Regions from separate parts of the Rattus norvegicus genome. Here region 1 is linked to region 2. The links are chromatin contacts, called in public Hi-C maps. All regions are on one chromosome and are shown on one strand. Each heading gives the region's core, a stretch centred on a gene start, on an enhancer-like site or on the middle of the called end of the contact. The rest is flanking DNA. Distances are from core to core; before and after follow the strand shown.

Region 1 (6,873 bases), core at 860-3,359, 37 kb after region 2:
GGGCCTCCAAAGCTGGCAGTCTGGAATGCAGCCCACTGTGTTTTGACAAACACATAATTGACCATCTGATCACCAGCCTACGTTCTGCACTCAGGTCACTGGGGGATCTGGGTTTTTAATAGGTCCCTACTCTTCATCTTGTACATCTTCTCAAACCTTTCTAGAAAGCAATATAGAGACAACTTAAACACACCCACGCATATACTCCAGTTTGCAAAGAGAACATGGTACGTGAGACACAAGCTGCTGAAATTCTCCTTTAAATTGTCCTGGCAGCCCAAAGTGAACGAGAGAAAAGCACACTTATGGTGAACTCTAATTCAGAGAGAAGGAGTGAATATACTGAATTGTTTCAACACCCGGCTGTGTATAAGTTGCAATTCAGTTCAATGGCTTAGAAATTTTGCTTAGAAAAAGGCAGCAATGGAAAAATGACAGGAAATCGGGGATTGATTGACTTTAGAGAGCCATTATTTAAAAATGCTTTTGTCTCTTATATTCTCTTTCCTCTTATCCCTTGCTCTCTGCGGGCAGAAGAACCCTGTGTATCTCAGGACTAGTAGGAGGAGCTCAGTGCGATGTTCGACTGAGGCCTTCAGTGGGGCGCCTGTCAGGATGTTTGGCTTTAAGTTTGACACCACAATCACATCAGCATTTCTCCTAGAGGGCAAGGCAAGCATTGTGCAGCAGGGCAAAGATATGCCTGAGTTACGCAAATATTAATGCCTGAGTCAGCACTCTGAAATGACCTCTCGTCTCCACCCACTGCACAGTTCAGGCCTCGTGCAGTTTCCTTAGGTTTCTTTAAAATATCTGCAGGGGTGCAAGATCAATTCTAAACTCCTTTGCCTGGCATCAGAGGCCCCTTCACTTGACTCCCGTCTAGCACACTGTAGCACACCAGAGAACTCAGTAGCTAGATCTGGCTGTTACTTGATGCCACCTCACCTTTAAATGCTCTTGTCTTCTCTGACAACGAACCCTTTTCTTTCTCTCCTCCTGTGCCCACTTGGTAAACCCCTAGTAACTATTTTCAGTTCGTGAGTCAGCTTGAACCTTCTGTATGGGTAGGCACTTGAAGATACCTGCATTCCAGTGCCTTTCACAAACAGCCTTTACCCACATGGTCATCTTCCCTAGAACACTGAGGGCTTTCTTCTTTCTCTTTTTGTATTGCTATGCGGCAAGCCCAGGCCTGCACTCCTGCTCCACTTCACTGAGCTCTACTACAAGTACTCTAGCATGAGCTGTCCCCTCAACCCCAGACTGTGCCAGTCTTAATGAAAGGTGGCATTTCTCATTTATCTTGGAGTTCCCAGAACCAAGCTCTGTTACAGGCTTTCTATAAACGTTTGTTGACTGAAAACTAAATAAAGAAGTGTGCATAATTAATCAAAACCAAGCCAAGCAGTAGTAGTGGCTCTTAGAAGCATGGGAGGAGACCACTAGAAATCTAATGAAGGTGGAAAATTCCAGCACTAAGGCATTTTGCGGTAGTCATCACAGGGGTTGGTGACCGGCTTGGGCGAGAGTGAGCTGGGGCGGGGAGGCATGGAGGCTGTGACGCAGTATTTTTTTTTTGACAGAGAATGACAGAGAATGTCAGTATCACATTATCACCCCGCTGATGATTAACTTTTAATATTGTAAAGGACTGTCAAGAGAACTTCATATCTGGGTCTGATTTTCAGAGAAGCCTCGCTGACACAAACTGGGCTTCCCAAACAGGGCTATCTGTGTCATCTGCTTTGAGGCAGCATAGTAGGTTGTGGAGTTTTCCTTTCTGTTTCTGCTGAAGAATAATGGGACAGAAAACTCTTGCAGGAAATCGTGGCAGCTATTCAACTCCTATTTAAATCTGGGTCAATTCCAGATTCGGACACTGGATGCAGTGCCAAGGACAGAAGGTCAAACAGGCTGAGTTCTGCACCTGTCCAGAGGAGGTCATTGAGGAGGCACTCGGGAATGAGAGGCACTGGGGGGGATAATGTTCTGGTTTGTTCCCAAGGAACTTTTCCTTTGCTTCTGATCGGCCTCTAGAGTACCACCCCTGGAGCCATCAGCTGTGTCTGTGGGGGCACTTGAGGACACAGGACTGTTACTGGCCCTGTTATCCTGCTGGCATAAAGGCAACTCGAGGATTTCTAACAAGTCAAGTAAGCAAGCATACAGCCTGACTGGGGGTGGGACAAGGTCATGAGTACATGAAGGGACTACTAGCTTGTTACAGGTTTTTCTTTTTCCCAGCCTTACTCTGCTTTAAAAAAAAAAATTCTCCAGAAACTGCTCTGCTGATGTAGCACAGAATTAGCTTCACATTTTCTTACGAGGCCGACACAGCCTTTCAATTAGAGGCCTCCCAACTTGATTTCTACTAGGTAACATAGGTCTCCTATACAGTTTGTGCCTGATGCTTGCCCTAAAGCACTGACGTCATAATAGCTGAGCTAGGCGGGCAGAAGTACATCGCCTCGTGCTGACTCATCTTGGTGATGTGAGGATTAATGCCTTGTCTAACACTGAGCTATTATGTGAACTGTTTTTACACAAAAGAGCTGTTACAAAATGATTTGCCAGTCAGAGCACTAGAAATATGCAGTGCTAGGTAACGAAGGGGAAGGATAGGAAGGCACACAGTGGTAACCATGAGCATGCACACTGACATCCTCCCAAGCATTAGCTGACCCACTATACCAACACGGAGAATGAATAGGGAATGAGAAGGCTTAAGGCCAGGTAGGACGGAGCCCTGTTGTATAACACAGCACCAGTCTTTGTGGAGTCTAATCAATCTCCTTTCTATGCCAGATAAAATGTCACATTCAACTTTAGCCTTAGCATCTTCCTCTGCATTCTGCTTTCTTAAATTTGCTGCAGGCTTCTAGGAATGAAAGTGAAAGCCACGCACGTGTGGGTCGCCCCGCTCCTGCCCCTGTCCGTACAAACCAGTGCAACACAGGAATCACAGAGGAAGAAAAGACTTGAAGAGGTTGGTTGGTGACAAAGTGAATAAGGGACAAAGGAAGATGCAACTACCAGGATCCCCATGGTTACTTAGGATATGAACTGACTGCCTGTCTCTGTAGGATTTCTTAGGTGCTGCCTTCTGGTAGTGACTTGATTATTTGATTTCATTACCCCAGAATCTCTTATAAGCAGTCCAAAGTAATATTTATCCAAATCTGCTCAGTGCAGCCTGGTTTGGTCTTTAAATAATAAATGTTCTCTTTTTCATTTTAAATCATTTTCCCCATTTCTTATTTTTATTCCCCTAAAAAATTTCCAGTTTTTTTCTGAAAATAAATGGTACATTCTATAAACTTGCAGGCACATATGAATCCTGGATTTCTTTTATTTTTCTTCCTAGACTTTATAATTTTACACAAATTTTTTAGCCTATTTACTTTTCAGGCTTGTACTTCTTGGTAAAAGGATATTATAAATTTTGTCAATAAATGAAAGCTCTGATCTAGAAGTTAAAATTAAAAATGGTTGGACCTAGGGACGAGTGAATAACTGCAGAATAAATAATTGCGGATTGATTGACAGAGGAGCAAAGCCCAACTGTTGCTGAGATCTGACTGTGGACTGTAAGCTTCAGTTCAGAAGAGCAGGACTTCTGCAAATAGCAGCTGCAGGAGGGAAAGGGCAGGCTTTTCAGAGGACAATGGCTGGGCTGCCGCTCCCTCACAGAGGGCAGATTACCAGTTTACCACCCGACTTGGCTCCAAGCAGGAAAAGCACTAACCATGGATGCTGGACACCACAGTGAAGTCAACTAGGAAACATGACACCAAAACCCAGCATTTGCACAAATTTAACACTTGTTTTCTTAAAGGTAAAGAAGCCACTTTTACTCACATGAAGAGCAGAAACAGGCAACAGACTGGTGGTCAAGGAACTGAAAATGAAAGAAAAGACAAAGAATTAAATATAAAATCTAATGCAGCAGGGAACACAGAACTTTGAGATACTGATAGAACTCATTGCACTCACACTTTGTCACCTGTAGCCACAAAATCATTAATGTTCACTTCAGCAATTTTCAAGAGCTGCAGCCTTGCTATGACTGAGGCCAGTATAACCCTGTACAAAAAGGACCAAGACCTTTCCTGATGTCACCTGACCTCTATTAGACAGCCTCTCGAGAGGGCTGGTCCTGCGCACTAAAGCAGTTACTAGCTATACTTGTCTCTGTACATTCCTTAGCTTTAATAAAAAGCTTCATATTCGGATCTTCAGTTACACCAGCTACATTCCATGTGTGCAGTGGCCATGTGCAGCTTGTGACGACCTTAATGAACAGCACACAGAACATTCCTGTATTGCAGAGAGCTCTATTTTTGATGGCGATATTGTGATAGGGTGAACAGAACAAAAACGTATGCACCCAAACGTGGCTCTAATGATGACACTCTCAGGTTTGGGGAAGTTGACCGTGATAGCTTGACATTCTATGTTTTTAAAAGTCGAATAGTTATCCTTTACAACCCTTAAACAACAAAACAAATAATCGGTTACTACTGGGATGCACCATAGCTTTGATAGGTAACTCTTTTACAGGAAGAAATTAAGGTAACAAAACTCCTTCCACCAGTCTCACAGATAACACCAGCTATACCACTTCATGTAAAGCCTCCAAAAGTATCAAGACGAAGGACCCGATCACACTGAAAAATGCCAAAGCAGAAAACTAAATTCAGGAGGCCTCATTCTCTAGAAGGTTTTCTGGACAAGTGAGCCATGGAAGAGACCACTCTAAAGAAATGTTTTCCCTGTGTGGTCAGTATGAAACGTGCCTGGGCCTGCAGCTGTGAATTGTGATGGTCACCCTGGGACAGGAAGAGTTCCAAAGGAAATCTGCAGACTGGATCACAGTATCCAGCAGTGTAAGACATACCTGGGATCTCTTGTGCAGTAACTTATTTTTTCTGCACAATTGATAGGCTAGTCTTCAAAGACTATAGTTTTATATATTCATGTTTTCTCTACACACCAAGACACCAAACCACCACACTGTGCATATTTTCGTCATTTTATCTCCTCCCCTCTCCCTCTTCTTTCAATATTCTTTCCCCTCCCCCATTTTTCACACATGGTTTATCTCTCAAGAAAGTAAAGGGTCATATGCCTCGTGACTTTTCTATAAAATATGCTCAATTACCACTTATCTATTGCCTGCTACAGATCAAATAAGACTCAAAAATAGATTATGATCTTTGAAAACCATATCAGGTGTCTATGTCATTATATCTGAGGAGGTAAATTTTCTATTTGAACTCCAAGGAGCATTTACTCACAAAATTAGAAAGTTATCAGACTGACCAACATATGTGAAGACTAATAATCTATCTTCCCTGATGTAAAATGATGCACAAACTACCAATGACAAGAATCTAAGACAGAAAAATGACAGTGTATGTTACAGTTTAAGACAAAACAAAGTTAAATTGGGAGTTTGGGGGATATAAGTTTGTCCTCATATATTAATGGAAGACAAAAAAATGACCCCAAATTTAATACTAATGTTAAAAATTTAATTTCATACTTCATGTAAAATTCATAAATGTTCATAACTGTCAAAAGGTTCCCTCCTTCTTGATTGAATTTCAGTCTGCTATGTGATTTTACAAGATGTATTCATCTACATAGATTTACTTTTGCTCAGTTGAAAATGTTATGTATTGATACGTGCCCTTTCCACCCAAGTAATAGTCACCTTATATGTCTGTAAGTTGTTTTTTATACGAAATGCAAAGAATTAAGTAGAATAGTTTTGCACGGGATTTAAAACATTTGCGTGGAATATTCCAGGTTCAATACACAAATATGTGGCAAAGGATATAAAACTGTAAAGGCCAAATAATTCAGGACATTAAAACCCAGCGGTGGGCGCTCACACCAAGTGAGAAGCGGGAGGAGTAATGTGTGGCCATGCCTAATCTTTGCTTTGCGATGCCAAAAGTGTCAATCTCCAAGGCCCTAATTGTAATTTAATTGTAACTGAAAAGGCTAGTTCACCTAATTTAAATTTACATAATGTTCTGGGGCAGTGGTTTTCAACATTTAGAGATGATTCTGGTTCCTAGGAGAATTCTTTTCCCCAGAAAGCTCAAAACAAGTTTCAAGGAGTGTCTGGTTCCAAAGAAGTCCACATGTATGACTCCTCTGGGTTGATTATCCATGGATTGGGAGTTGGGGGATGAGTAAAGAAAATTCTCTTTATATTATCTTCAGAAAGTTTAAGCCAAACATAAGCTGAAGCCAGGAGTAAAGAAAGTGTTAAAAATGTAAAATGAAAAAAGGTCTAAGTTGATAAAGATGTATGACTAGAGATACTAGTTATTTTAAGGTCCCCTGCTTGGACCTTTATAATAATTTCTCCATTCATTGCTATTAGTATATATTATAATATAAAATAATGGGCTCTGTTATAATTCATCTATGATGTATATAATGTACTTAGATCATTATCCACACTTTATAATTCCTTTTAAAAATGTCCATGGAGAGGTTACCGCAATGGGACAGAAGTCCCGGCTCTGAGTAAGTGCTGTGATGTCAGACGTCAGGTAGGGAAAGGTGTGCCTAGTTTGCATCTGTGTCAACCCAGCTCTATGGGGTACCCAGAGGCACCCAAACTCACACATGGCAGTTTTCCTGAAGGGCTGGTTTTCTTTGTGTATAAATAACTTAAACTGTTCTTTGTACATATATCCATTTCCCCATTAACTTTTTTCTTGGATGTTTTAAAAGAAACAAAACAGATGCTCCTCTTGGCCTTGCATTTCTTCTAGCTCAGTAACACAAACAAGAATATACTGAGAACAGAAAAGAGAAAAAGAATCTGTGTGTATTTTCAGGGCTAATACC
Region 2 (7,531 bases), core at 1,798-4,297:
GAAAATATATGTGCCTGTAGATTTTCTTACAGTGGTCAGACCCAGGGGTAATGAACATGTTTTATTTTTCCATAGATGGGAGGAAGAGGAGAAGGAGAGAGTTTCTGACTCGTGAACGACAGTTGTAGTTGCTTCTCTCTGAGCCACAGTTAGGTGCTCAGCCTAGTCTGTTTTTTCGGGGTTTTGTAGTGGCGCGTGTAGCTATTTCCCCTCTGCTCAGTTTAGTGTCCATTATGTACCTCAAAAGATTACCAAACGGCACTCAAAATATAAACACATTAAGAGCAGAACTTTCGGAAGGAAAGCATTTCCCTGGGATTATAAGTCAAGGATATTAGTATAAAAATATAAACGTTCAGCATGTATTAAAAGACAACACTGTTTACTATACTTTGCACACACAGTTCACATCCCGATTTCCCTTCTCTTTTGTTAGAGGATTAATTTGAAAGTGATAAGCATTCTGGAATGTTTGCTACAAACACAAATTCATAGTGGAAATAAACACGCATAGGCAAAACATCAAACAGAATATAAAGCTACGTGGCGATCAGAATTCTTGAAGAAAACCTTCGTCTAGACTATATTTTGCTTGAACTAATATATCGTAGATGGGATAAGTAATCTCTCTGGGGGTTTGATAATTTATATCATAGAAACAAAATATAAATGACAAACATCTTCTCCCTTACTACCTTTTCTTTATAACTGACAAGTGACACAGAGATGCCCTTTAAGCAGATGGGTGCAAAAACTTGGGAGATCAAATGAACTGATGTACCCCACTGGTATTTTGGGAGCCCAAATTCCATAATTAACTTTTTACCCAAGTGGCAAAAGTAGAGGATGTTCTTGCCACTAAATTAATTATTTGATGGACTCTCATTCTTTCTTCAACAAGATTTCGGGGACACAAAAATGGTACAGACAGGCTAAGAGAGGATGCACCCTGAGCAACTTTTCCTGTGAGTAGGGAAAGAGCAGCAAAGCGGGCAGAGGAACAGTTGAATTTAGAAAGACTAGAGGAGGAGAAAAGAGCAACACAGCCAACTTAATTAGTCATTCCTTTTAATTTTTTATGTATATATGTAGGGGTGATGGACAGAAAAGATAACTAGGTTTCTTTTGAATGTCTTTGTGTCTTTATAGAGTAATGTTCTGTTCCTGTCTCTTTCTTTTTTAGGCAAAAAAACTAATAAAAATAGAAAAACATATATCAGACATTAAGCCCCCCCTCCCTTTGTAAAGAACTCTTTGTTCTCCAGTGAAAATGCTGAAAAATCCCCGGGCAGCTACTCCCTGAAACAAGTGCAAAACACTTAGAGGCTTTTGGGCTGGCTGGGAGCCAGGAACCCTCCCGCTGTCTGGTTAGAAGAGGAAAAAAAGAAGAGAGAGGGGAAGACGGATGGGGGAGAGGGAGAGACAGAGAGGGAGGGGGGAGAGGGAGAGAGGGAGGGAAGGAGAGAGAGAGAGAGAGAGAGAGAGAGAGAGAGAGAGAGAGAGAGAGAGAGAGAAGAGAAATTGGAGCTTCCTTTTAACAGACATAGGAAGCAGCGTTTTTTCTTTTTCTTTCTTTCTTCTTTTTTTTTTTTTTTTTCAAAACTGGCGGTCAAGCGTTAAGTAACTCCCGTCTAAATCCACCTGCTAGAAATGAACTTGGGTACCCCCCAGGGGTGCACAAAGACAGGGAAGACAGTACCACACTCCATACTCTCTCCCACCCCCGTGTACTGCTTCCATTCTCCCTGCTCCCATACACAAATGCCACAGCTTCTCACGCCGCCCCTCTTACCCCCCAACAACAAACACAGCAAAATACATGCTCCCTCAGTCTCCTTAAAAAAAAAAGCCTTTCCACCTCGGTTGCGACACAGTGATAAGGGGTAGAACATCTCATACCTGGTGTGAATGCTAATCAGTCAGGAGTTCTCCTTTTCCCAAGACAGGGAACTGTTTCCTTCCAAATTTATTAGAACCTCCTCCACTGCCTCTTTGAAAAACCTTCTTTGTCACCCTCTCCCAAGTCCCGATACTTCTTTAAAAAAAAAATGGCTTCGGAGCTCCTTCTATTCTTGATATTGATTCTCTCTCTCTCCCCCCACCCCTCCTCCTCTCTCCTGTCTGTGTCTCTTCTGAGTGGTCTATTGATAAGTCCCTGGAGGCACTGGGTCAGCCTGCCCGTAGGAAACCAGACACAATGCACAAATCTCCGAGTGCCATTCTGCCATCAGCAAGCAGACCACGTTTAGGAGAGAGAGAGAGAGGGAAAAAAAAAACAGTAGAGCAAGAGACAGAGAGAGAGAGAGAGAGAGAGAGAGAGAGAGAGAGAGAGAGCGCAAACGAGGGAGGGAGAGAGAGACTGAGAGAGAGGAAGAGAGAGGGAGGAGAGAGAGAGAGGGAGAGACAGAGACACACCGAGAGGAGAGAGAGTGTGTGAGAAAAAGACTGATTGGAACAGGAGGGAGGGAGAGAGAGAAAGGGAGAGGGAGAGAGCGCAAGAGGGAGAGCGACACTGCCAGTCAGGTTAATCATCCCTACTTTAATTAGCTGTTCGGCTTAGACATAAAACAATTGAATTTGAATGATCTGTCAGCAGGCTCGGCTGAACCAGAGGGGAAAGCGAATATTACAGAAAGACTGTTGGTGTGTTCTGATAAGCAATACTGCTCGTACTGACAAACCCTCAAAGGGGGAACTATTAAAACTTACAACTAAACAAAAAGTGCAGACACAAATGGCACTAGATAGAGGTCTTTTTTTTAAAAAAAAATGCAGTTTTCTCCCCTAGTTTTAGGAAATGTAGATATTTGTAAGCAGGTGCCGGCATACCGGGGGTTTGTGTGTCATGTGTGAAAGTTTATTAACGATGGTCTAGGAGTGTAGCAGACAGATGCTGCAGAGAACAAGACAGGTACAGTCAGAGGCCGAATCTACATCTTGGAGGGAGATGGATGCTGGCAAAAAGAGGCACCATGGCAAGAGATCAGGACAGACAAAGTCAGTGGGCAGAGAGGCAGACAGATTTTAGGCATGGCGCAATCTTGTCTAAAAAGGCAAAAGTTCTGATGCAATAAAGGGTGCAAAACAATCCATCCATCCTCCTCTCCTGGGTGCACTCCGAGGTACAGTGAAAATGGATTAATCTTTGTGACAAACAGAGCTGGCAAGGCAGACTACGGCAGACACTGAAGGCGATTTGCAGACCCAGAGAATACAAAGCTGGAAAAAGACCTAGAGATGAGCCTCTCCCACCCCTAATTCAGCAAGGGAGAAAACTGAGGCCCAGGAACTCGGAGCAATAAATCACAAACAGGCAGTAACTGTGTTAACACTAGAACCCAGAGTTCTAGCCAGTATGGCAAGCTCTCAGACATCACCAAACGAACCCCTAGAGTTCCTTACATATTCTGGCTCAACAGATAATGAAAATCGCCCTTGTCTCCAAAGTAGTAAGATTCGTCCATCCAAAGAATTAGTGCAAAATTCCTCTCCCCGCCCCAAACATCTATATCCAAGGGGAAATAATCTTTTGGTTTAGTTTGAATGATAAGCTAAGGGATGGAAGTTCTCCGTTCATTTTCAGAGTAGAGCAGAGAAATGTAACATTATGGGGGTCCTGTCTGAGCAAGGTTTAGCTTTGCTACGTTTTCAAGCTAACACAGGCAGAGGATTGATCTGCAAAGACCTCGCCCATAGTTTATAACCTCCTTGGTGAAGATCATCTGCTATGTGCTACCAGGAAGAAGACGTAGATTTTTCCACACAACACATTTCTAAAATATGGGCACAGTGGGTGAAGGAGATTGAGTCTTTCAGTTTATTATAGTTTTAAATTACTAATGAGATTTTTTACCTAGAAGATTAGCTATGGGCAACTTTTCTGATATATTTCAATAGAAAACAAGCCACCAAAATAAAAGGGACAATTGTATTATTTGCTCATGAATTTGATTATATTTTTTTGGGGACACAGGATCACACTCTGTACAGAGCTCTCTCTTGACAACAGAAAATTGAGGGTGCATGTTTTAAAGGGAGGAGGTGCTTATAAAAAGAACAGTGCCATCAGATGTTACTGGAGAGATTAAGCCTCTTGTCCTAAAACAAGAGTCATGATGTGTATAAAAGCAAGACTGTCAGTCATGCTTCAGTAACAACGGCTCTACTTAGGGTGAAAGAAGAAAACCAAAAGAAATGCCAGGCACCTGGAACTTACTCAGGACAAGGCATCCGAAAGAAGTTCCAGCCAAAGTGATTTAGTTCATTTGCACACTGACCTCTCTACCAATAACTGCTGTGACTAGTCAGAAATACAAGGTCCACAGCCACAGTTCGGAGGTGATGGAGAGAAAGAACCGATTTTGGCATTGGCTGATCCTCAGCAGGTCTCAAAGTATATGTCAAGAGAAGCCCAACGCAGGGAAGGGAGGCGTTTACAAATGATTGCCCGCACACCACAAGCTGCACAGCAAACATGGCTTTATAACATTTCACGAGACACAACTTTGCTCCGCGCCTCAGTTTCCCCGTCTGTAAAATGTGACATTCCCGGCCCAGTTCGGGATGGTGGAGATTACTAGAAGCAATGAGCACAGACCTATAACTACCTGGCAGTCGTGGAGAAAGCTAAACAAGCAGCATTATGCACTGTGGATGTGCTGGGCGTATTCTCTTCAAAGCCTGACTGTTCAGGACGTAAGACCAGACAAGAAAGCTGAGGTCAAAGATGCAGATTTTTATTAGAAAGGGCTGTCAATAGAGACCAATGAAGCTTAGAACCCCACATTTCTAAAATCTCAACTTGCAAGGCATTAGTTCATCTGAAGGCCAGGAAATCTCAGTATCCCCAAATTCAAGAAATATTCCTGGCTCACGAGAGCTAGTATATTCTAGGACAGTCGCTTTGGATCCAGCAACTCTATTATGAATTACTGTCACAGCAACACTGTGAGTTAGGGACTCCAGGGCCTCCACTTCAGAGCAGAGGAGACTCAAGTACAGGGAGGTCATGGAATTTGCTAAGTTACAGAGCTGTAAACAGAGCTGGGATTAAACGCAGGCAACATGACCCTAAGCCCCCATTCTCAGTAACAGTGCTAGCCTGGCACCCAGTAGGTTTCACGAATCAGTGGGTTAAATGCACTGCAAGTGAATAAAATGCAGCTAAAGATTTCATTAGACATAATGTACGTCCCATCATCATCACTTCAGAGGACCTTGAGCTTGGACTATGTCATCAGTGCCTCTCAGGTGCAGCTGTGATCAGAAGCCGGGGCACATACCCTGGCACAGAGCTGAGTCTGGATGAGGTGAAGACTGCTGACTATGGCCACCCAGGGCATTTAAGTAACTGATGGTATTTTTAGCACTTTGAGGGTAGTGTTAGCACACAGGTTATTAATTGGCTTAATTCCAGCTTGGATAATTACATCGTGTCTCTTTAATTTTTCCCCTGACAATGCTATCCGTCACTCCCTGTCACAGACGTGCTCTTTTAAAAAGCATATGAACACACACAAACATGTAGTTATATTTAAGGTTTGCATAATCACTTAGGCTGTTGCTTCCCTCTCTGCACTAAATGTGCAGTGTATAGTAGACATGTAATAAATAAATGAACAAGGAAAAAATCAAAGTCATTATGAAACAAAGATAACTAGTTGGAGCCAGAATTTTTTATTTGGCAATCAAGTAAACAGATTATTAAACCATTTTCTTAGTGACAGGATTCATATATATATATATAATATTTTATATATATGTATGAAAAATATATTTCAAGATCTGATGACCTGCTTATGATAAAATAATTTCCTTATCAGGCATATTTTAAGCATAAGTATGTCAATGAAATTTCTGATATTTTTAGAGTAGACAAAAGGACCAGGTACTGCACATATAGTATGCCAGTATAGCTGTTGTTTAGAATAGCTAGTAATCCAGTCATTTGATCCTGACTTATTTGGCAATTGCTTTATAAAGTCTCCAAACATATTATAGGAGAAAACCTAGTTTAATAAGTGCAAAAGCTTGACAATTAAAAGTAGACACATCCCTCTCCTTTTCCAAAAGAACTTTTGGTTTATGAAAGACTGGACATGTCCACACAACACCATAAGAATCTCTGAGGCCTATGTGCTAGTCACATGCACAAGTAAGCAGCTTCACACATGGTACATTGCACTTTATTGGTGTGTACGTACAAGAATAAATCACCAATGTAAGGCATATGGAAAACAAAAAGGGGTTAATTTATTTACTATGCATGAGAGTTCTAGACCTTTGCCTCTCCAGCTTTTAGTTCAAAATTCCATGCACACTCTGCACATAATAAGAAATGCCATAACTCAGCATATGCCAGAATTTGATTTACTTTCAAGCACTTTTTCTGGTTCAGCTCTTAGTCTTCCTTCTTATAAACATCCTTCAAATGATTCTTTGTGGTCCTCTATGAATCACCACTTAAAAGTCAGAACTTATGGAGTGACCCTAATACTATAGGAAGGCTGGTATCAAGGCAAGTCCTATTTCCTTTTGAGAACCAAAGGTTAATTCCATGAGGTCATCTGAAGCCAGGCCTGAATACCATAAGCAAACAAACAGCCTTCCCTCTTGTCTTTGGCACTGGTCAACTATCAGTGACAGTCTTCTTATTACTTACTCACACTTTGGGACTGACCTCTATGTTAACAAGTCTTACCATTTTTTTTTGGCATATTTAATGTATTGCCACACATGACTACCACTTACACTGGTAGACGATATCCATGAAAGCTGTAAATACCAACTATTTCCACAGTTCTTAATACAATATTTTTATCTTGGCCTTTTGTTGCCAATATATAAATATATAAAATGAGTACACATATTACCCTAACATTTGTAATAATATTATTCAGTAGGATATTTAAGAATTAGTCAAATGAAAGTACTTGTACTGTTTATTTATTTTATAGCCTCACCAGTATATTTTACAGAAGTCCTTAGAGAACATACTCCCAATACAAAACTTAAGTGGATTTTGAATTAGAAGAGAAAGCAGACAATATTCAACCTGAATATTGTAGATGGTAAGCAAGTCCTTGGTTTCAAAATTCATTTGAGTGATATGATAGAAGAAACAGAGGAAAGCTAAATTGTAGATGACTTTTCTGATGTTTCCTGTCAAAAAACATCCACTGACCCATCATGGAACTCATTCACCTGCCCCCCTCTCCACACTTGCTCTGCCCATACTTGGCAAGATGGCTTTCATTGTCTTGACTTGCAGAATCCTGTTCTCTGTCCTTTTGGATAAATTCTTTAATTCTCGTGCTAAGAGAGTGGTAGCTCTGAACATAGTCTATAAGAACATATTGCAAAGGAACTGTGCTAGGCAGATTGATGAGCAGCACCACGATGCACCCCTATCCTGATTCCCAGAACCTGTGGGTTACCTTATACGGCCAAGGGGTCTTGTGGATGTGATTAAACCAACACTGCAAAGATGGGGAGATTATCTGGGATTTCCTAGGTAGGCTATAAATACAAT

The links. A called contact is a pair of places that touch in the nucleus more often than the background predicts.
Region 1: a Hi-C map of Schwann cells shows a contact between it and region 2, with 4 times the contacts expected there. The contact joins two enhancer-like sites. A contact is called at or near these places in 5 of 12 Hi-C or Micro-C datasets (the A7r5 cell line, Schwann cells, frontal cortex and 2 more) and 1 of 1 datasets of contacts at active chromatin or transcription factors (oligodendrocytes).

The regions. Positions count from the first base shown.
Region 1 is chr11:70,732,337-70,739,209 of GRCr8, forward strand. Zbtb20 (zinc finger and BTB domain containing 20) reads right to left here. Exons shown (of 11, transcript NM_001105880.2): 6 at 3,862-3,901. Among named protein-coding and RNA genes, the nearest start is that of Mir568, 180 kb to the left of the region's middle. Within about 2 kb of position 2,110, at least 67 of the 93 cell types and tissues checked have an H3K27ac peak or open chromatin away from gene starts, as enhancers often do. A contact at or near this core is called in Schwann cells, where this site is marked.
Region 2 is chr11:70,694,609-70,702,139 of GRCr8, forward strand. The region is part of intron 6 of Zbtb20 (zinc finger and BTB domain containing 20); the gene reads right to left. Among named protein-coding and RNA genes, the nearest start is that of Mir568, 140 kb to the left of the region's middle. Within about 2 kb of position 3,048, at least 38 of the 93 cell types and tissues checked have an H3K27ac peak or open chromatin away from gene starts, as enhancers often do. A contact at or near this core is called in Schwann cells, where this site is marked.